Linked DNA regions of Salmo salar: region 2 is linked to region 1. Evidence: chromatin contacts called from public Hi-C data. All regions are on one chromosome and are shown on one strand. The core of a region is the stretch at or near the end of the contact, and the rest is flanking DNA. Distances in the headings are between cores, read along the strand shown.

What was found. A called contact is a pair of places that touch in the nucleus more often than the background predicts.
Region 2: a Hi-C map of muscle shows a contact between it and region 1, with 4 times the contacts expected there. The contact joins the enhancer-like site here to the promoter of LOC106603292 in region 1. A contact is called at or near these places in 2 of 3 Hi-C or Micro-C datasets (gill and muscle).

What each region holds. Positions count from the first base shown.
Region 1 is chrssa04:47,400,809-47,405,614 of Ssal_v3.1, reverse strand. It overlaps LOC106603292 (RNA-binding protein Musashi homolog 2), which reads right to left and starts at 2,403. Exons shown (of 14, transcript XM_045717026.1): 1 at 2,159-2,403; 2 at 1,778-1,818; 3 at 1,420-1,501; 4 at 879-963. The coding sequence starts at 2,220.
Region 2 is chrssa04:47,445,038-47,449,843 of Ssal_v3.1, reverse strand. The region is part of intron 5 of LOC106603292 (RNA-binding protein Musashi homolog 2); the gene reads right to left. Among protein-coding and RNA genes, the nearest start is that of LOC106603292, 44 kb to the right of the region's middle. Within about 2 kb of position 2,948, at least 1 of the 13 cell types and tissues checked has an H3K27ac peak or open chromatin away from gene starts, as enhancers often do. A contact at or near this core is called in muscle, where this site is marked.

The sequences.
Region 1 (4,806 bases), core at 1,154-3,653:
GGGAATGCCATGTGTGTGTGTGTGTGTGTGTGTGTATGGATGCCTTGGTCTGGTGGAAAAGTACATGAGATAAAGTGATGGGAGAAGCACCAGGTTTGTTGATATTATAAGACAGAAAATAGGTTTTGGTAATTGGGAAGGTGTTGGCATTTTATAGATTTGACAATGCACTGTTCCTTAAACTTAGAAGCAACAGTTCTAATATTTCAAATACACTTATGTATAAGAAGCATCCACTGACGTAAAGAAAGACCAAATCTATGTTGAGATTTACAGGATTAATGGACCCTTTGGACATCAACAATTATTTAATAAAATCACATTTGTAACTTTCCACTTCCAATGATGCGATATACATCAAATTGACTAGAGTGACATGTATGATCTGAAAGGTCATACGCATGGACGTGGGAGGTCTGTGAGAGACATGGGATATGTGCACATGTGGAGCCCTAATGGTAATGGGGAAAGGGGGCATGAGAGCTTAATTCACTCAGAAAAGGGAATTTGAGCAGACATGAGATTCACCTCTGAGTGGTGTTTTACTGTAAGAGTTTGCATGGAGGAGGCAACGCTGTTATCGTGGGCTAATTCCACATCTACAGCTATGATAAAATGTATGGTTTTACCAAAGAGGTCTTTACCAAGAGGGCCAACCCAGTGACCGGTACATGGCATTCTGAGATGCCACCTGCCACACATGGATGTACTGCAGTTGTTGTTGGTTTCAATGTGGTATTATTTTTCTATGTGGAACTTATATTACAGTATTATTACAACTCAAGCATGCCTGTGAAATGAAGGCAATGATGAACATTTAAAATGTGCAACACAGACAGTAAAATATCATTGCAAATGACATCAAAACACAGACATACCGTCTTTGAGTCTAATTCGTGGTGTGGTTGAGCTAAGACTTTATCTACACTGGCAGCATCTGCAAACGTAACGAACCCAAATCCTCTGCAAAACAAAGAAACACAAAGAAACATCAATTAGATCACACATTATTTATGCAAATGAGAACATAGAATATAAAGTCAGCTGTTTCTCTCAGTGCATTAACGTGTATCAGGAATTTCATTAGCTTTCAAAAAATAGAACTGCACACACATGTACTTACACTATCCTAATTAAACACTATTCATTCAGACGATAGAGATACGACTATCCTGAATTATAGATTACTATAGTAATTGCGGGCACTGATATTTAAGTTATATGACGTTATTGCAGTCCCAATTGCCAAAGTCAATGTCAAATTGCATTTGCCCGCAGTTTACTGCGAGCAATACAGCTGCAGCTATCTCTGCGAAACACAACGCGGGACAAACAGCCCGGGTTAAAATGTGGCATGTACACAAGTGTAGGATATAATTTCATCTACTGGAAAGCAAAAGTAAAAACCTTTTATTTTACCTGGAACGTTTTGTCGTGGGGTCTCTCATCACCATACATTCTCTTATTTCTCCGAATTTGCTAAAATAGTCTCTAAGGCTGTCTGTGAATAGAGGAAATATATTGGGTAATTAGTCAAGTACAAATGGTCGTCATACTGTTGTCAGTGTGATTCAAACACGCCCTGCAATGCACATAGGGGTCGAATAGAGGACTTCAGATGATTGGAAATAACAAACAACCTTGCACGCACACAGGCACACACATATCCATATAGTATACTGCACACACGCACACACAGAGAACGCGTGCAAGCACAATCGATCGTTGCAACAAAACAACATGAAACATGGGACATGTAAGGGAATAATTGTCTCACCTGGTGAGGTTTGCCAACTGAGGCCACCGATAAACATTTTACTGTAAGAAGAAAACATAGCAGAAGTGAGTCCAGATGTTAGATCGGCCATTTTGAAGACTAACTACTTATAAAAGCGATCTTAAATAGAGAAGCAAAAAAAAAAAAACATTCGCTCGATAGCAATAATGTATTTTGTTAAAAGGGGGAGGCCACACTTGCTACTGTAATCTACCAAAGCAAAGCAGAAGCCTCGTAGCCATCACTAACTGCATCCGGAAGGAAAGACCAATGGTTATGTGCGCACTGCAAACTGAATCCAGCACGGCATAGTGCTCCTTCCTCTGCCAGATAATCTCACATGAAAAATCCAATAAATAATCGAAAATGTTATAATCTTACCCGGGGTCATGTTGTGAATCATTTGGGCTTCCAGATGTGGCTTGACTCCCGTCTCCTTCCATAGCTAACCAAACTATAGGCAGTAACTACAGTAACAGACACACACACACAGACACGGCAAAAGCTATGCAAAGCCCCGCTATGAGAATATTACTGAGCCGGGAATGGAATCGTCACACGTGGGATCAACTCAGCCTAGCTCCCTCCCTCTCTCTGCATACCCTCCCTTACCCCCTACTGGGCGGGGCGAGGGCTCGTCACCTAACCAATCCAATTGACGTCAATACAGAAACCCGCCTATAAAATTCAGAAAACCACGCCCCATATCGGTCATAACGTTCCTATGACAATGTAACAATTGATTAGTTAAAATGTCGATATACATTTTTTTTACATTCCCTAATGGCAACATTTTATTCAATGCATAATTTCCTTCCAGGGCGCACATGCAATTAGAGAAACGATCAATTATATTTGCAAAAAATCAATTCAAATCAAAGTTTCTTGGTCGTGTACACAGATTATCGCAGGTGCCGCGAAATGCTTGTTTCTAGCTCCAACAGTGCAGTAATGATACCAGTCAATACGCACACAAGCCAAAAAGTAAAAAGAATTAAGAAATATCAGAATAAGAAATGTAAGATTCCATAAAAAAGTATATATATACACACACACACACACACACACACACACACACACACACACACACACACACACACACACACAGATAGACAATATGAATAGAAAAGGTGTGTACAGCAGCTTTATACAATACAGTATTTACATATAAATAAAGTGGGGAAAACAGCATGTAAACATTATTAAAGTTACCAGTATTCAATGACTATGTACATAGGACAAAGGAGTCTCTAAGGTGCAGGGTAGAGTACCGGGTGGTAGCAGGCTAGTAACAGTGACTAAGTTCAGGGCAGGGTACTGGGCGGAGGCCGGATAGTGCTGACTGTTTAACAGTCTGATGGCCTGGAGATAGAAGCTGTTTAAAAGTCTCTCGGTCCCAGCTTTGATGCACCTGTACTGTCTCAGCCTAGATGGTAGCGGGGTGAACAGGCTGTGGCTCAAAATAAGCATATTGGCTATTACAGATGTTAAGCTATACTATTGATATATATTGTGAATAACTAATTGTTTGCGCCTTTAAATGACCAATATTATCATTATTTAACCTAAACAAATGCATTAATATTTTATGCATGTTTGTATGAATGTGTACAGTAGATTATTAATATTTAACTCTTGCAGAGACAGGTTAAAGTAGATCTACGGTAACACAGTATTAGCCTGCAATATGTGTTGTACTATACTATATAGAAAAGGGCTATATTTCTAATAACCACAGGTACACTGCAGAGCTATGCATAGAAGGGGGATATTTTGCTCAAATGGTGTTCAAATTGTTTTCATAAATGTGTTACCTCACATCCCCTATAATCACTTATAATAAGAGACTATTTTAATAGGAAAACATTTTAGCATTGTATTCCATGTTGAATTTTGAAACACTACAGTACAAGAAACGCAGTCCACCTGAAGATGAAAAAGGAGAGAAAAAGAGAGGTGGATTTAATTGTAACCTCTGAATATGCATGTTCATTACTCAGTAACTGGGGGAAGCGGGCCTTGTTTTCCATTAAATCTGAACACAAGTGAGAGCTCAATTAAAGCTGGATGCTCAGTGGATTTCAAGTCATGGTACAGTGATTGCTGTTCATTTCCTTACTGCGGCCTGAGACGGAGGGAGGAAGACGCACGCACACAATCATTTATCTATTTTTTTTAGAAGAAGAACACTTTTAAGGCATGTCACACACTCAGTTCCTGGAATGAATAGTTTTTTCTTCAGTAGAACCCTTGTAAGGCACTTAGAACCGGTTGCAAAGTGATGTCATTGCTGACTTTGAACTGGTTTGTCTATGAGAGCTAGTTTCAGTGCTGGTCACAAGTCACACAGGTCAACCTTTTTTATTTACAATAAAAATGATTTTATATGAAGCTATTCTAACCAATGTTGAACATGCTCTTATTCCTAGACAGAAACCAAACGTAGAGTAGGTTCAACATTGGTAGGTAGAATTTATTTTCACATGTACAGTGCCTTTCGAAAGTATTCACACCCCTTGACTTTTTCCACATTTTGTTGTGTTACAGCCTGAATTTAAAATTGATTTAATGTAGATTTTTTTTGTCACTGGTCTACACACAATACCCCATAAAATGGCTGTGATAGAAAACTGAAGATGGCTCAACAATGTTGTAGTTACTCCACAATACTAACCTAATTGACAGTGATAAGAAGGAAGCCTGTACAGAATAAAAACAGTCTAAAATTTGCATCCTGTTTGCAACAAGGCACTAAAGTAATACTGCAAAAATGTGGCAAAGCAATTCACTTTTTGTCCTGAATAAAAAGTGTTATGTTTAGGGCAAATCCAATACAACACATTACTGACTACCACCCTCCATATTTTCCAGTATAGTGGAGGCTGCATCATGTTATGGGTATGCTTATAACCGTTAAGGACTGGGGAGTTTTTCAGGGTAAAAAAAATGGAATGGAGCCAAGACACTGTGAGATAAATTCACCTATCAGCAGGACAATAACCTAAAACACAAGGCCAAATCTATACTGG
Region 2 (4,806 bases), core at 1,699-4,198, 44 kb before region 1:
AAATAACACTGTCACCAACACACTGTCACCACAACATGCCATAACACAGGCAACACACAGTACTGTGTGCATGTCTGTCCCCACATGCGTACGACACCACCTTTCAAGGCTTAATGAGGAATCCACATTTTCCTGCTAGGCCTTTATTAGATCAAATGACCCAGTGATTGACAGCTGGACATTTTTCAAACCACCATCAAGTTCTTAAGACTGTTGATGCTAAATGGCATCCAGTTACAGTATGAGCACATTTCTAGAAGTACTGCTATAGCCCATCAGTTCAAGACCGTGAACGAGAATCCAAAGATCTTTACAGACTACATTACTATCTCCCCACTTCCCTGGATTTGGGAAATCATTGGAAAAAAAATCTTCTGTCCCTTTTAAAACGTTACATAAGGCCGGTCCGACTGGTCGTTGACCTCTGCTTGGGGAACACGAAGAGTTCAGAGAACTTTCACACGCTAGATGGAGACAGAGCTGTCAATCACTTGTTATTTGATTTAATAAAAATATATTATTTTGTCAATATGTCTCGACATGTCTTCACTGCCTGGAGCAAAGCAAGCAATGAGATCATACAGCCGCCATTACTTGTAGGACGGCTCCTAAGAGCGATTCAGCATATCTTAAAGGAATAGACAGATCACAGCAATGATGTGAAATAGGACTCAGAGGAGACCTTTAATGTGAGAGTTCCACTATTCATAGCTGCACTGAAGAGGGGGGTGTGTTGGGATGGAAGAGAGAGGAGGAAGAGAGATGAAGAGAGATGGGATATAGAACAGCGAGAGAAGAGAGAGATAAATAGGTAGTGGAGAAGAGGGAGAAATTATGTCTGAGAGAGAGAACCAGAAAAAAAGGAGGGAGGGATAAGGAGGAGAGGGCTGCTGGGCTTGTCGTGTCCGTGAGCATCCATCCCCAGATGCAAATAGATGGTAATGATAATGACACTCATCTGTGACACACCCCCACAGCCCCTCTCCACCAATCCCGGTGGGGACGCCGAGGGAAGGCAGAGTGCAGCCCACTAACTGCATCAGTTAAAGGCCCATTCCTTAAATAACAATTAACTGGGCCATTTAAAAACATCATCCTGCCCACACGCTCAATTACCACAGCCCACTTCTTCACTTTTCCCCCCATTGTGTCCCAGAATAGCCTAGCCCGCCACTGTTCAATTGGCTCTCAAGCTGTGTCGGTGACGACAGCCTCACGCAGGTCCTGCGCTATTTTCTCAGCGTTCACACTGTTTGTCTGTGTCTTAAAATAAAAGACAGCTTTAGGGATCACATATCAAATGCATCTCTTTCAGGGGTCTAAATGGATGCAATTACTGGATGCTTTTTTGTTGCAGGACAAGGAGGACTGAACACATCTGTCTCGCAAATGATGCTGCCGCACAGAACACACAAAACGAAGTGCAGAGATGATTGAACAACTGTATGCCAGCAAATCGTTCTCTCTCTTTTTTTGAGAAAAGAAAGTCTAGTGCTGCTGAATGTGTGTGTTGGGTGTTTAAACAGTCCTAGCTATCTGAGGGAGACTGGAATTATTGAACTTCCCACTTGTGTAACAGAGAGATACAAATAAGAACGTGACTCTCTATATTACCGTTTTTTTTAAAAACAACAGAATTCACAGGATGAGAAAAGATCAATGGTAGGGGGAAAACATGAATCATAAATGATGCCCAGTATTCAGAGAGAATCTGTACAAAGCCAACAAACAGAATCTACAACACAACAACAAAAGCAAACGGTTTCAACCAAACTTCATTGAGTCAGAAAGACAAACACAATGGCTGACCTAAAAATAACTCTTTATCTCGCAGCAGTCATTATCATTGGAAACACTTCAGAAAACAGCAGCCCAAAGTTGTGCAGAAATAAACAGAGCAAAGGGAGAGGAAGGAGGAAGGAGAGAGAACATAAAGGCAGAGTTCTGTACAGCAGTATGTGCTGATCTATCAGGAGTGAAAATAAATGGCTGTGTGTTTTTTGTGTGGTGGGACAATGAGCGACTTTGAAGCACTGAGATGACAGACCCAGTAGCAAGGCAGCTCCCTCATACTATACTGACTGGTATTCAGTCAGCCAGAGGTAGAGCAAGCCAAGGCAAGGCGCCATGTTACAGTAGCCTCTAGGGGCATGGTGCTATGATCTTATCTTAATAGCAGTTGGAGTTGGTGGGACGACCAGTGGTCTTGTGATCCTATGTCAGCCCCCGCCCCCGAACACAAACTCACATGCACACGCATGCACACACAAAAATGTGCACGCACATACACCTCTTTAAATAAAAGCTCCTACAGCTTGTTGTGTGCGTACTGAAATCAGTGCATCCAGCACAATCAAAACTCATCAGCATGATTACACTGGTAGATTACAGGCTTGCAACGCAACAACTTCCGAACAAACTTGTTTGCGACCCGCCTACATTCCGACCGTGCATTCAAAATGACTCAAGCGTGCAGGAGATTTGAAATCGGGTACTAATTCTAGATGATTGCTGGGCTTCTCTTGACCCCAATCAGCAGTGTGAGCTGTGGAGCTGAGTCTTAGGGAGCTGTAACCTGACGCCAGGGTATTCATTGGCTGGTTGTGCTGTGTTTAAGGTCTGTCTAAATGACCCAGAGATCCAGTTTCTGGGGCCTGGCAGGCAGCAACAAGGCCTGGCAGCCCCGAGCTCAGCCAAAGACATAGCCCGCAGCCCGCATTATGTCAGACACACACACACAACCATCTTTAATTTCACCGGCAGAAAATGGCTAGTTTCAAAGAGCAAAAAGACGGTCCCTTCACAGGCAAAGAGATTGAGTTGTTTCCCCAGTGTATTACAGTATAACTAGCTGTCAGTATGACGGTAGTAAAAAGAGCCAGGCAACACTATCGCTGACGGTGGGGTAGTGGGTAGAAAGAGGAGGTGAACTCTAGACCAAAGGTTCAAATAACAAATTCACATCACAGGTGGTGTTCTGCTGCTGTGCTCCCGGCCTGCACTCTGCTGCATGCATAAGGGCATCTGTCATGTAAATGAATCATTTTGGGCAGAGCTAATGAAATGGAATGGGACTACAATACAGTGAAATGCAGGTTCAGACAGCAGCAAGAAGATAAGCTGCTTCAGAGGAGCTGCCGGTGACATGTCACTTCAGAATGCGTTGGAGGGACAGAATGAGGGCTTCCCTAGTTAATGCCACATTTAACACCTAAATCATCTCAGACAAACACACACAAAAGCCTTTGAAATAAAATGTCATCAAATCATTGATAGACTATGCAATGGTAAGCCTCCACAAAACGGGGCATGTGAAGGGCACATGCGCGAGAGGGTGAGAGATGAGCGAGGGGGTACAATCAGTTCTCAGCCTGGTCTCGTCTCTCCCTCCCTCACCGGGGGCTCGGAGCTCACCTCGCTGGCCTGTCACAGGGAACAGCTGGAGCTCTGGACTCGACTAATCAAACCTGATTAATGTGGGCTGGCTTTAATCTTGCTGCCGGGTCCTGATTGAGGGAGAGGATCTGGCAGCGCCGGCTTTGAAGTGGGTTACTTCCATTAGATAGAAGCACTCTGATCGAACACAAGAGGCAGCGAGAAAGCCCTGCTCCTCCTCTCCCCTCAGACAGACAACCCCATCTCCACTAAAATAGAACTTTCAGAAAGGGATCAATAAGAGAAAATAGCTGTACTGAGTTTTGCCTGCCTCCCCCTCCTGGACTGTTCCACCTTAACCCACTTCAAGAGGCTGTCGTCATGACTTTGATCCAGTGGAACACCTAGTGGTTAGGAGCACAACACACACAGAGTCGTGATGACTCCCACACACAACCCAACACAACCCAACACATCACAACCCAACATATCACAACACATCACAACCCAACACAACACACCATATCACAACCCAACACATCACAACCCAACATATCACAACACATCACAACCCAACACAACACACCATATCACAACCCAACACATCACAACCCAACATATCACAACCCAACACATCACAACACAACATATCACAACACATCACAACCAACACAACACACCATATCACAACACAACATATCACAACACAACATATCACAACACAACCCAACCCAACATATCACAACACATCACAACCCAACACAACACAACATATCACAACCCACCATATCACAACACAACCCAACCCACCATATCACAACACAACCCAACCCACCATATCACAACACAACACAACCCAACCCAACATAATCCAACCCACCATATCACAACACAACCCAACCCAACATACCACAACCCACCATATCACAACACAACCCAACCCACCATATCACAATACAACACAACCCAACATACCACAACCCACCATATCACAACACAACCCAACCCAACATACCACAACCCACCATATCACAACACAACCCAACCCACCATATCACAATCCAACACATCACAACCCAACACAACACACCATATCACAACCCACCATATCACATCACAACACAACCCAACCCACCATATCACAACACAACCCAACCCAACATAACCCAACCCACCATATCACAACACAACCCACCATATCACAACACAACCCAACCCAACACAAACCAACACAACATAACCCAATACAACCCAACACGAAGGCCAACATGAGATATACCTCCTTGACTAGGAAAGGGGAGCGATGCATGAAAAACAAATACGTGATCTAACCCCCGACCTGATCATTTCGTTCCTGTTTGTTTTCAAACAACATGAGAAACGGCAGCCAGATAGTCAAGCTCAGTAAACAGAGACTACGGCACATTTTCT